Linked DNA regions of Gasterosteus aculeatus: region 1 is linked to region 2. A link is a contact called in public Hi-C data. All regions are on one chromosome and are shown on one strand. Each heading gives the region's core, a stretch centred on a gene start, on an enhancer-like site or on the middle of the called end of the contact. The rest is flanking DNA. Distances are from core to core; before and after follow the strand shown. Region 1 overlaps auts2a (activator of transcription and developmental regulator AUTS2 a). Region 2 overlaps auts2a (activator of transcription and developmental regulator AUTS2 a).

Region 1 (4,865 bases), core at 1,069-3,568, 120 kb after region 2:
CCCTATTAAAAGCGTTTAGTTTGCTCACCCTTTGTACTAAGCCTCACCATTGCCAGCACAGTAATGAGACACATGTACTTGGATGGCATAATCATAACATTATCATTGCAGGAAAGAAAGACGATAAAATAAATGTCAGAAACGACACTTGAAAATTTGCAATAATTTTGGAAAGTTTGAGCTACTTGAAAAGCCTCCGTGCAGCAGCAGCATCATTTACGGCGCACACTTGTAGTAGTAGTTCAATGAATGGTGGTTTATACACAAGATGGAACTTTTTATCGTCTCGGTACACCCGTAGAAAATAAACAGTGTTCTCTTTATCCAATGTCACAGCTCTTCTATGGAAATGAAGGGGGCCAGAACTCCCTGCCACTCCAGACCTGACAGCGTCCAACTGGGACCACGCTGCTGGTACAAATAGCTTCCCCACATGCGTGTCAGGGCATTACAACACACGGTGGAACCTCTACCTTCAGCCCAGTTCCACCTGGCTCAGCGTAAAGAGAGACTATTCAGGTGGTTTATTGCTCTTATTTATGTTGAGAATTGCATTGGGATCGTAATCTTGTTGCTTTTCTACTCCTCTGACAAGTGGTGTTTTCAGCAGCTATCAGCGATCTCGGCAGGGGAAAATAATTACTCCATGACCCTCTTTGCAAGCCATGCCCTTACTCTGTTTGTGTTTTGGTCTGGGCTTCCTCTAGCGAGTAATGGACTTCCTTCAACTCATAAATCACACTTGTGCAGTCCTTTTGATTTTTTTTCTCTTTTTTCCCTGGCAATGTTTTTGTTAAGTGTTCCACATCTTTGTTTGCGTGAAGCTATTTTCTGTCACAAAAAGTGGTCAGACAATGCCAGACCTCGCTTTCCTGTTCTTGGAAAGGCACTTTTACAGGCACTGAGGGCCACAAATGTCAACCACAGGAAGGCAATTATGAGAGTAAAATGACTTCCCCGCTGTTATCAATCCACTGTGTGAACCCAGGGAATGGTTAAAAGCTACCATGAAATAGGGCACAGTTAGAGTTTTCTCCTGGGTCCCGGCCAAGGCTGCTAACCCTGCTATTAAGGGCCCGACAAGCTTTGTCAATGCAATCTGCTGAATGCCTTGAGTGACATGCGATCGATATTCTACACTCTCCTGGGTCATCACCAGTGACAGAGGCCTAAGTAATAATACAGCTCTAGCCAACTTAAACGCTTCCACAGCCACAATATTTCATCGGGGTTTTTTTTTTTGTCTCTGGGCTTGCGAGCCACATTTTCTGCACTGATCGAAAGAGGAAGATATGGAAGGTGGGAGAGAACAGGGGAGGGCGGAGGTGTGTTGGGAGTTGGCGAGGGTAGTGAGTGTGGCTGGCAGAGGGAGGTGTGGGGGGAGAGGGGGGCTCTGATAAATCGAAAATGACTGGATGCCGAGTTGTAATCTGCCAGCGTCGAGCCCCCTGTAGCAACACGCCAAATGAAAAAGCACGCTGACAGGCCGGAGAGATGGACGGCCTGCGGTAGATTGCGGGGAGGAGATGGAGCAAGGGGAAGAGAGATAGAGGAAGGAGGGGGAGGAGGAGGGAGTGCGGGAGGGGGAGGAAAAAACAGGCGGAGCAGCGTGGAATTATGGGGCAGACGGTCACGTTTTTTCCAGCGCACTGGAAAGGTAGCTTGCGGTTGCAGCCAGCAAATTCACTCCCGTGCACTCGCACGCATTAACTGCTACCAGCTGAAAACATCAGGGCCCCATTATCATTTTTAATAGGTCTAATGTAAACACAAACAGTTGGCAGTGCTGCACAGCCCATCAAAAGCCGTTGATTAGCTCAACGCTGACAATGTGCTTTATGTGTTCCTCTCACTCGTGTGTGTGTGTGTGTGTGTGTGTGTGTGTGTGTGTGTGTGTGCATACAGAGGGCTTGTAAATCTCGTTATATGCTATCTTTGCATTTTCAAAAACGCCATTTCAAGAGGTGCAAGTGTGCGCACACACATACACACCCCGAAAGGCGACTGTTGTGTCCTTCACGAGCAGGTGAGTCAAGCTCCAACATCAAAATCCAACGCAAGAGCTCCACCTACTGCAAGTGCCTTCGCTGTGCCCCTTCCTCTGTTGCTCAGACCGCCAGCCGAGCTCTGGGAAAACCGCGTTAGTGTGCAGAGCGCGGCTCATTTCTACGCGTTACACTACATTCCAAAGCAACATTTCTCCTTGAACGTTCGTGACGGAGTGAGGAAGAGCCAATCCGGCCCGGGCTAATAGGCTACAGCGGTCCACCTTCACCTCAGTGCCTGACACAACGAGAGCGGAGAGCTAAGCCCGCTCTCCCCTCCCAGGTAATAAGCGTGTAAGCCGGATGCCTGTTAAGCAGGGTCTTGCAGGAGCAGGGCCTGAGAGAAGGAGTCAGTCCGCCTCACTGTCTGCCTACCGAGCAGGCCCGCAGGACCTGAATACACATCAGCGTTCCCTCGCAGAAAAAGCAAAGTCAATTCAGCAGCAGCGCTGAGAGCGAGGCTAGAGGGCCGGGTTTGTAATTGGGAACTCAATAAAGCTCATGTGGAAAACAATGCAAGATGATGCTGACAGATCCCACCCAACAGGACCACAGAGAAGCCAGAGCAAACACTGTGTCCATATGACGCTACACAGGGTTTACACATCTACATCACACGAGCCGCATATATTTAGAAATCTCTGTTGGCACGGCGTGAGGCCAGATGAATTCACAAACAGCAGCAGACATGCCCAGCGAGGTGACAGTGGCCTGGAATCTGTAAAGCCTGGACCCCCCCCCCCCCCGTTTCATTTGCAGACCCGTGGCTTAGAGTGGCACTGTTGCAGAGAAAAGCCATCTCCCTCACAGCGTGGCTGCTGTTTCAGGGCAACACCGATCGGCAGTACGCACCGCGACTTCCCGCGCTCCCACTGGGCTATTCAGGAAATCACGACTGATACCGAACCATTTGTCTCCCTTTTGTGCTCAGCCCTGGTCGTGCCGCCGCCGCAAAAAAGAAGGAGACAGAGGGGGTATAGCTTTATTTGCAACCCCCACCTCGGGGAATCACTGGAAAGTATTTCTATAAACCTCACTGTGGAAATTTTGGTGGAAACATACACACAACAAAAAAAAGGAAGAATAAAACACCATTTTAAAAAGGCAGGCGCTGCAGGAGTGGCTGTCTGCCTGTGGCTTTCTGAGTTTGCTGGGGAAAATTGGGTTTTCAGCCTGAGGTTTATCACTCGAAACATCAGGCACTTTCTGGAACAAATCTGGTGTAATCATCTCAATTAGGCCAGTGTGAGATGAAGACTTTAAATAAGTGGCACAATAATCCACTGAGGTGATCAAAGAAATGCTGGTGGGCAGTCATTTGGGAATTATACTTTGCATTTCTGCGGCTTTCCAGGGCTACAGCGCTTGTGTCAAATGGCTTTGAACTACATAAACAAGCCAGGAACTCATACACTCGTCAATGCAGGTAGTCTTCTGTTGGCTGCAGCACACGAAACCCCCTTTGCCACTATCAATTATTCTGTCAAATAAATGAATAAATAAAATAGGCAGCTCTCACATAATTATAGCTAATTAGCAATTAAAAAAGGGAAGGTGGGTTAATCAGAAGGCCGTGTCCAGCATACCCACGGATAAGATACAAAAGGGTTTCAGAGCAAAGTTGCCTGCTGTTTGGAAAGTGTTCGAGTGCTTCAGTGTTTCACAGATAACAGAGTGGAATTTAGTTTGGGTCAATGTTTTTCTGACCTGCTCCACTGCACCCTCACCTCCTGAACCTCGGAAGATAATCCAAAGCTTTCTCGGATGAGTTTTTACGATTACCCGCCGACAAAAGACAAAACATACAGCCATGACCAGGAACACAACCTTGTGAAATGTCTCAGAGTGAGAGATCACCCGATCACGAACTCTGTCAAGGCCGTGACGCACAAGAAATGACTCCTCTGTGTTTCAACTCCTGCAGACATCGCTTTCCAAAAAAAGCTTTAAGCGAGAAACTACAACTTCAACCGAACAAAAGCCAGTCCTTAGCTTGTGTCGAACAACAGTTGCATGGTAACAAAGCGAGCGTCTCTCTGCAGCATCAGTTTCAAACCGTGTAAAGATTACTCGTATTATAAATTATGGAGAGGCTCAGTGAATCCATACGAGAACTACACAAGGCTGCTTTCCCTTCTGAAAGACAAAGGAGAGCAGCGTGGCAGAGACAACTTGTGAAGCTGGGTACAATCTTAAAAGTATTGGGAAGCGTTTGGGGGTTTGGGTGAAAAATGCTTTTTCTTCCCAGATCCTCAGAGGAGGGCACACTGTGAGCCAAAGAACAAGGCTGAAACCGGCATTTAAAAGCACACTTCTCTCTTGATAACGCTTCATTTAAAATCATCTGTACACACTGCACTTCATGAAAGGACGCCGAGCTTTTGTAGGCCGGAAAGACTCGAGTGCGGGCTCCGAAGAGCTAATGTCAAAATTCCCCCGAGTGGTCTTTTAAACACGTAGGTTAATAATTCAGCAGCGCCTGAACAAAGAGTGAACCGGAGAGCGAGCGTCGGGCTCTCTGGTGCGCGCTGCACTTTCTCTCCCCGTCCCACAAGAAGGAGCGACGACGCGGGCACTTCCCTCCCCGTTCCTGACAGACTTTCTTCTGCTTTCTTTTGAGCGTGGACTTTCAGCAGGCAACCAGAGGCACCCGCCTTGTGTCTCTCTCCCTCTCTCCCCGCCGATGGGCTGCAACGCGCCAGCCTGTCGCCCCGCCGATGACCTGCGGGTGGTGCTGCACGACAACACATCACGGGGAGGAGGGGGACATCGAAAATGACACGTCGTAGAAGTTTTAGATGACAAGGGTGTATATAGTCT
Region 2 (5,315 bases), core at 283-2,782:
TATAATCCTTAAATTCACTTCGGTTTGCTGAGGTTTTAATGTAAAGGTTATGATCATTTTAATCTATGTTCTCAATTTGAAATCTTCAAGGTCAAATTTAAAACCAATTATGGGGGGGCGGCTCAAAATGATCCCTAATCCATAATTAGTTGGGTAACGTGAGCATCATAATCCAAACCGACACTGTGTCTCACGCTGAAGAAAACAAGCGTCTCTTCTTAGTCTCGCCACTTGGAGGCGCTGTTGCTCCGTGTGAGCGCACCTGCATCCCTCCTGCTGAGCGTCACGGGGAAACTATACGACGTTTTTAAAAGCTTTTAGAGTCAGAGAGTCAGTTTTTTTCGCGCAATTGGTGAAAGGTGAAAGAATATAATTGTTATCACAAAGTAAATGCAGCTTGAGAGCAAAGTAAAGAAAACGAGACAACACCCGCTGAGCTGCAAATGGAGAGAAGAGCTTTTGTGAATAAAATGAATGTCTGATAACTCGCTACGTGGATTTCCTCTCCTCGGGTCTGTTTTGTGCTTAATTTTGCACCTCAGAATACAACATCGCACGCATTTTAATGTAATATAATGACTGAATATTCCAAAATCGACGTCCAGTGACAGCTTATGTGACCCGTGCAACACCAACCACGCCGTTAGGAGGTGCAGGATGAGCCAAGTTATGTAATATAACATAAAAATGAACAAAAAACATGCCAACGGACAACGATAGAAATGCTGAAGGAGCTTGTCACGGATCGGCCATGCACTCACTAATGCAACACTGACAGCATGTAAACAATGGAAGCTGCTGAATAAATGACAGCGCGGGGAAACGCACAATGCGATCTAAGATCACAAGCGGCTCGCATACCTTTGATGTGAGCGAGAAGGCAAATAAGTCCGGCTGTTACTTTCTCGGGCTGGTAAATATGACCTCGTTTCACATTCTGCTTTTTTTTCAAATGATGTAATCCACACAAGATGCAGCGAAGTCTACTCCGGTTGGATCGAGGACAGCCATGCGGAGAAAGAAGAAGCCTTTCCAAGAAAAGAAGAAAAAAAATCCAAAGTCGTTCACAAAGCTACTGCGCCTTTTGGACAAAGAGAACCATGCGTCTCGCCACGGACAGCGACTGCATCAGCACTGAGGAGAGCGAGCAAACATCCCTTCATCCACCTTTCTGTCCTTCATTTGGACACAATGTGATCTGGCTTTCAGGTAAATATTCTCCTGTCGGGAAAATCCGTGAGGGGAAACCAACAAGATCCCAGAGGCTCCGCGAGCCGGCGCGCGCAGACGGAGGCGCTGCGTCCGAGGGATAAAACCGATCCAACGACGCGCACGGCCGGTTCCCTCCGTGGAGACGAGAGACGCAGCCAGATCACACGCGCACGGGCCACAACTTCACACGGAACGAGCCGCCGCGCGCTCTCTGACGGATCCCGGTCGTAGGCGCAAAAGAGCCTCTCCCCATCCGCTACCCAGACGCAGACAAACTCCCATTCATCCAGCGGCCCAGTGCCGGAGTGCCGCTGCGCCCACGGTCGGTTCCTCCTACTTCCTGGTTTCCAGACGGACTCGGATTCGACCTCAGTCAATCGCACACGAGCGGGTTTACCGTTTGCGTAAATGGCGCGCAAAAGGAGAGGCGGCAGCGAACTACAGCTTGATAAGGAGGCAGCGAGAGGGAGAGCGAGAGGGAGGGAGGGAGAGAGAGAGAGAGAGAGAGAGAGAGAGAGGGAGACAACGGGAGGAAGAAGAGAGAGCAAGGAGGGCGGGGACAGCGAAGGCAGAAAGATGTTCTTTCTCTCACTCGGAGTGAGATGATGTCAGCCCCCGATGAATTCCCCAGTAGGGTGCTGCTACCGCGAGGGGAGGAAAAAACAAAACGCTCCTCTATGCGCAGCCAACAAGCTGGTCCTCCCGTTGGACCGTGTCCCACTCCACTGGGCTGAAGGGAGGTCAGCTGCTAATGGAGCAGCATTGGGTCCTTCTGCCTTCGATTTGGTTCTCCGGCCGGCCCTGACGGGCCAAAGAGCCTAACAAGCTTCCTTCACTGACACTGCAGACATAAATCTACCACGTTTATAATTTTGTTAACCAAAGCCCTGGGAGGATTTTCCTTAAGCTGGCCCACCCAGAGTCCTAAAAAAAAACAAAAAAACAACCCTGCTGGAGCTGGCAGAGCTCAGCGGTTTCACCAAGGGACCACCTCCTAGTCGCTTCCTAGTATGTTTGAAAAGGGATCATGCAGCTATAAGATGGGACACCATCCTGTTAGGATTCACACTGCAGACCTGAAAGTAGCATTCACCCGAGAAGCAACGGCGCTCATCCTTCTTCGCCCTGGTTCTCAGTGGGGTACAGTGGTTCAATGGTGTACAAAATCCTCTTTATAGTGCAGATCTGTAGCATCCCACAGCCTGTCTAATGAGCATTAACCCCGCTTGGCTGGGAGGTAAATGGGTGTACAATAGAGTCACGTTGCAAAGTCTCGCTGCCAGTTCAGCCCAAGGAATCCCAGAGCAGAAAACGGACTTAGCTCATAGCTGAGATGCTAATCCGTCCCTCGGTAACGGAGAGACCAAGGCTGCGCTGACTGGTCTGGAACGGAGGCACGGAGGGGAAACCAATCCGCACAGGTGCCCACAACAGCCCGTTTCTCAAAACTGCAGTCAGATGCTCGTTAAACGGAGGAGTTTACATTGGGAAGAAAAGTGCTTATCCATATAGTTCAAGTTCCAATGAGCTTGGACACACTTGATAAAAACAACCATCTTGGGGTGGGAGGATTTTTTTTCCCTCACCTCACTGGCCACTTGGTTCGGTTTCAGAGAACAAAGGCTGTGGTCACAAAAGGGCCTGGGAGAGACAGCCGCCTGCATGGCCTGTGCTCCTCAAGTTCAAGGTTCCTGCTCTGCACCGGTGCACATTTCACAGATGTGTGCACTGTGCATTGAACAACTTAAACCAATGAAGTGATTCATCCTCCGGCTAACTGCTGCTGATAGGCTGTTGGAGAACTTCTTTGTTAATGCACTACAGTGACATTATGTAGCTGTGCAGCGCCGCGCTTCATGCCAACGCAGTAAATCCCGTCTAAAATTAGTTGCAAATGTACCAACTGTTGTTACACGTAATTAGATCACAGGCATGCTTGCGTTTGAAGCGGTTATTGCGATGAGCGGCGTATTGTGGTTTGGCTTAAAAAGAGTTGACATGGCCGCTAGCATCAAGATATGTATTTATATGTCCACCCCCGGCAGGAAACGGCTCACAGTTGTTTCCACGGTGTTGTGCGCGAGCAGCATGAACGAGCCACTGTTCTCCATTTTAAAATGGCCATTATCAGGTTTGAGAGCGACCACCAGTCTGTGATTACAGCCACGCTGCCCAACAATCGCCGTCCGGATCGCTCACTCCACATTATTTTTAATTCAAATAAAACAACGCTGGAGATGAATACACATCAAAAATGAGAACCCTGCACAGTTTTGGGTGGGAAAAAAAAGCATTGCCTGTGGGAGAGCATGGAGCGCTGAGATCAAACGTCTGGATGTATGCTGTGTATCTCAGTAATTGCTGTCTGGGCACGCAAGTTCTGTCTATAGACCATCAGCTTCACACTGACATTTTGTCATCTTTTATTCTGTTTTTTTTGGATACTGATTCTCCACTTCAAAGAAACCAGAGGCAAACAGGCCCCCCCACCCCCCACCACCACGGTTTAATTTGACAGGAACTCTCTCCTAGTTTACAATCACAGGGGACCGGCTCGCCTTTATGCGCCTTCCTGCCATTATGCCAAATCTGCCCTTGTTTAAAATATTACTGATAAGTGTAACATGAGTGCTGGCAATGTAATATGTTAAAAGCTTTTATTACGTTTGCCTGTTGACTCAGGGCCTTGCCTTTGTTTTACAAGGACTGAAAAAAACCCTTATTATTCAAACCGTAGGATCATATGCAAAGGCCAGGAAATGGAAAAGGAACCTGCTCTGTGACATTGAACAAAGATGTCGTAAGTGGTGAACAGCAGTCATTTCAGGTGAGTATTTCAGTTTCCCTTCCCAATGACATCTTTGTCATTGGGATATACCAAATATCATGGCTATCAAGAGACCTTAATGCAAAATCACAAATGTGATATATCTGTATTACATTTTATGGCAATCATCCAGGCAACCTGATAGCAGATCTAGATAAAACGTCAGGATCGCCCAAGTCACACAGGTTTATCCTTTAGTGATCTCTGAACCGGATGCATGGATATATATATATATAGTGGTTGTTGAGCAACAAACAAATCAGCGGACCGACTCATAACACAAGTATTTCTTAAAATAAGTCATACAAGTTATACATTTTCAGACAAGCTGACTAAACACACATTTTCCAAATTGAATTAGTGAAAACAATGAATTCACTGCTAAACCCAAAACCTTTTAAAAGGAATATGCCAGACACATTATTTGACTTAACACCTTAACAGCCCTTTCTTACTGTGGATGTGTAATGGACACTTTGCAGTACATATTTGATCACGGTATAAGTTGCATGTAAGTCTCTGCCGTCGTATGCACATTTCCACACTTCATTCCGTTTGGTGACGGTGGTGCACCATAATACTGTGTGCCAGGACTCAAGGCCATCTGGCTGTCTTTGAATTCCTTTAGAGACAAATTCCATAAATGTGTGCAATCCATTCTGGTATCTCGGCCATCCAGCTATCGATGCAAACGCCACCAGCTGGACTGGTGCGATCTAAACCTGAAGTGAATCATAGAGACAGGCACACAGCGGAGGACCACGTTTCATTATGTTGTACCGGCTCTTTACCCAATAATCTCACTATTGGAATTAACAAGATAATGCTTGATCGAGAAACACAGTTCAAAGAAAATAAAACCTGTTTTACATGGATTAAAAAAGGATTTCTATTCATCTCAGGGGAGGGGGTAGGGATTAGATCCCACCCTCCTTGTTGCTAAAGATCTGAAATTTCCAAATGTTGCAGGGCGATCCAACAACTGTGAAAAATGTTTAATTGCACACACACAAACTCCCAGCCTTTCGAAGATGGAGTGATGATGTTCTTTTAAATTAATTTGGAACTTTTTGCTTTTATACAGTCACTACATCCAACCTTATCTCTCCGAGCCTCCACTGGGTTGTCAATGACAACGGGCTCTAATCTCTACCCCTCCCGACAAGCAGCACTGACAGGCCCTTTCTTCCCAATTCCTCAGACACGTAGCCACACATAAATTAATCTGTCACTCATTGCTAGTATTAATGTAGGGATGACACACGTCTGGGCATGC

What was found. Hi-C and Micro-C count contacts between places; a contact is called where the count stands out from the background.
Region 1: a contact with region 2 is called in a Hi-C map of skeletal muscle, with 5 times the contacts expected there. The contact joins two enhancer-like sites. A contact is called at or near these places in 3 of 6 Hi-C or Micro-C datasets (skeletal muscle, tail fin and whole body).

Annotation. Positions count from the first base shown.
Region 1 is chr7:17,254,668-17,259,532 of fGasAcu3.hap1.1, forward strand. The region is part of intron 4 of auts2a (activator of transcription and developmental regulator AUTS2 a); the gene reads right to left. Among protein-coding and RNA genes, the nearest start is that of LOC120822077, 160 kb to the left of the region's middle. Within about 2 kb of position 2,319, at least 1 of the 9 cell types and tissues checked has open chromatin away from gene starts, as enhancers often do.
Region 2 is chr7:17,131,804-17,137,118 of fGasAcu3.hap1.1, forward strand. The region is part of intron 6 of auts2a (activator of transcription and developmental regulator AUTS2 a); the gene reads right to left. The region is part of intron 3 of LOC120822077; the gene reads left to right. Among protein-coding and RNA genes, the nearest start is that of LOC120822077, 41 kb to the left of the region's middle. Within about 2 kb of position 1,533, at least 6 of the 9 cell types and tissues checked have open chromatin away from gene starts, as enhancers often do.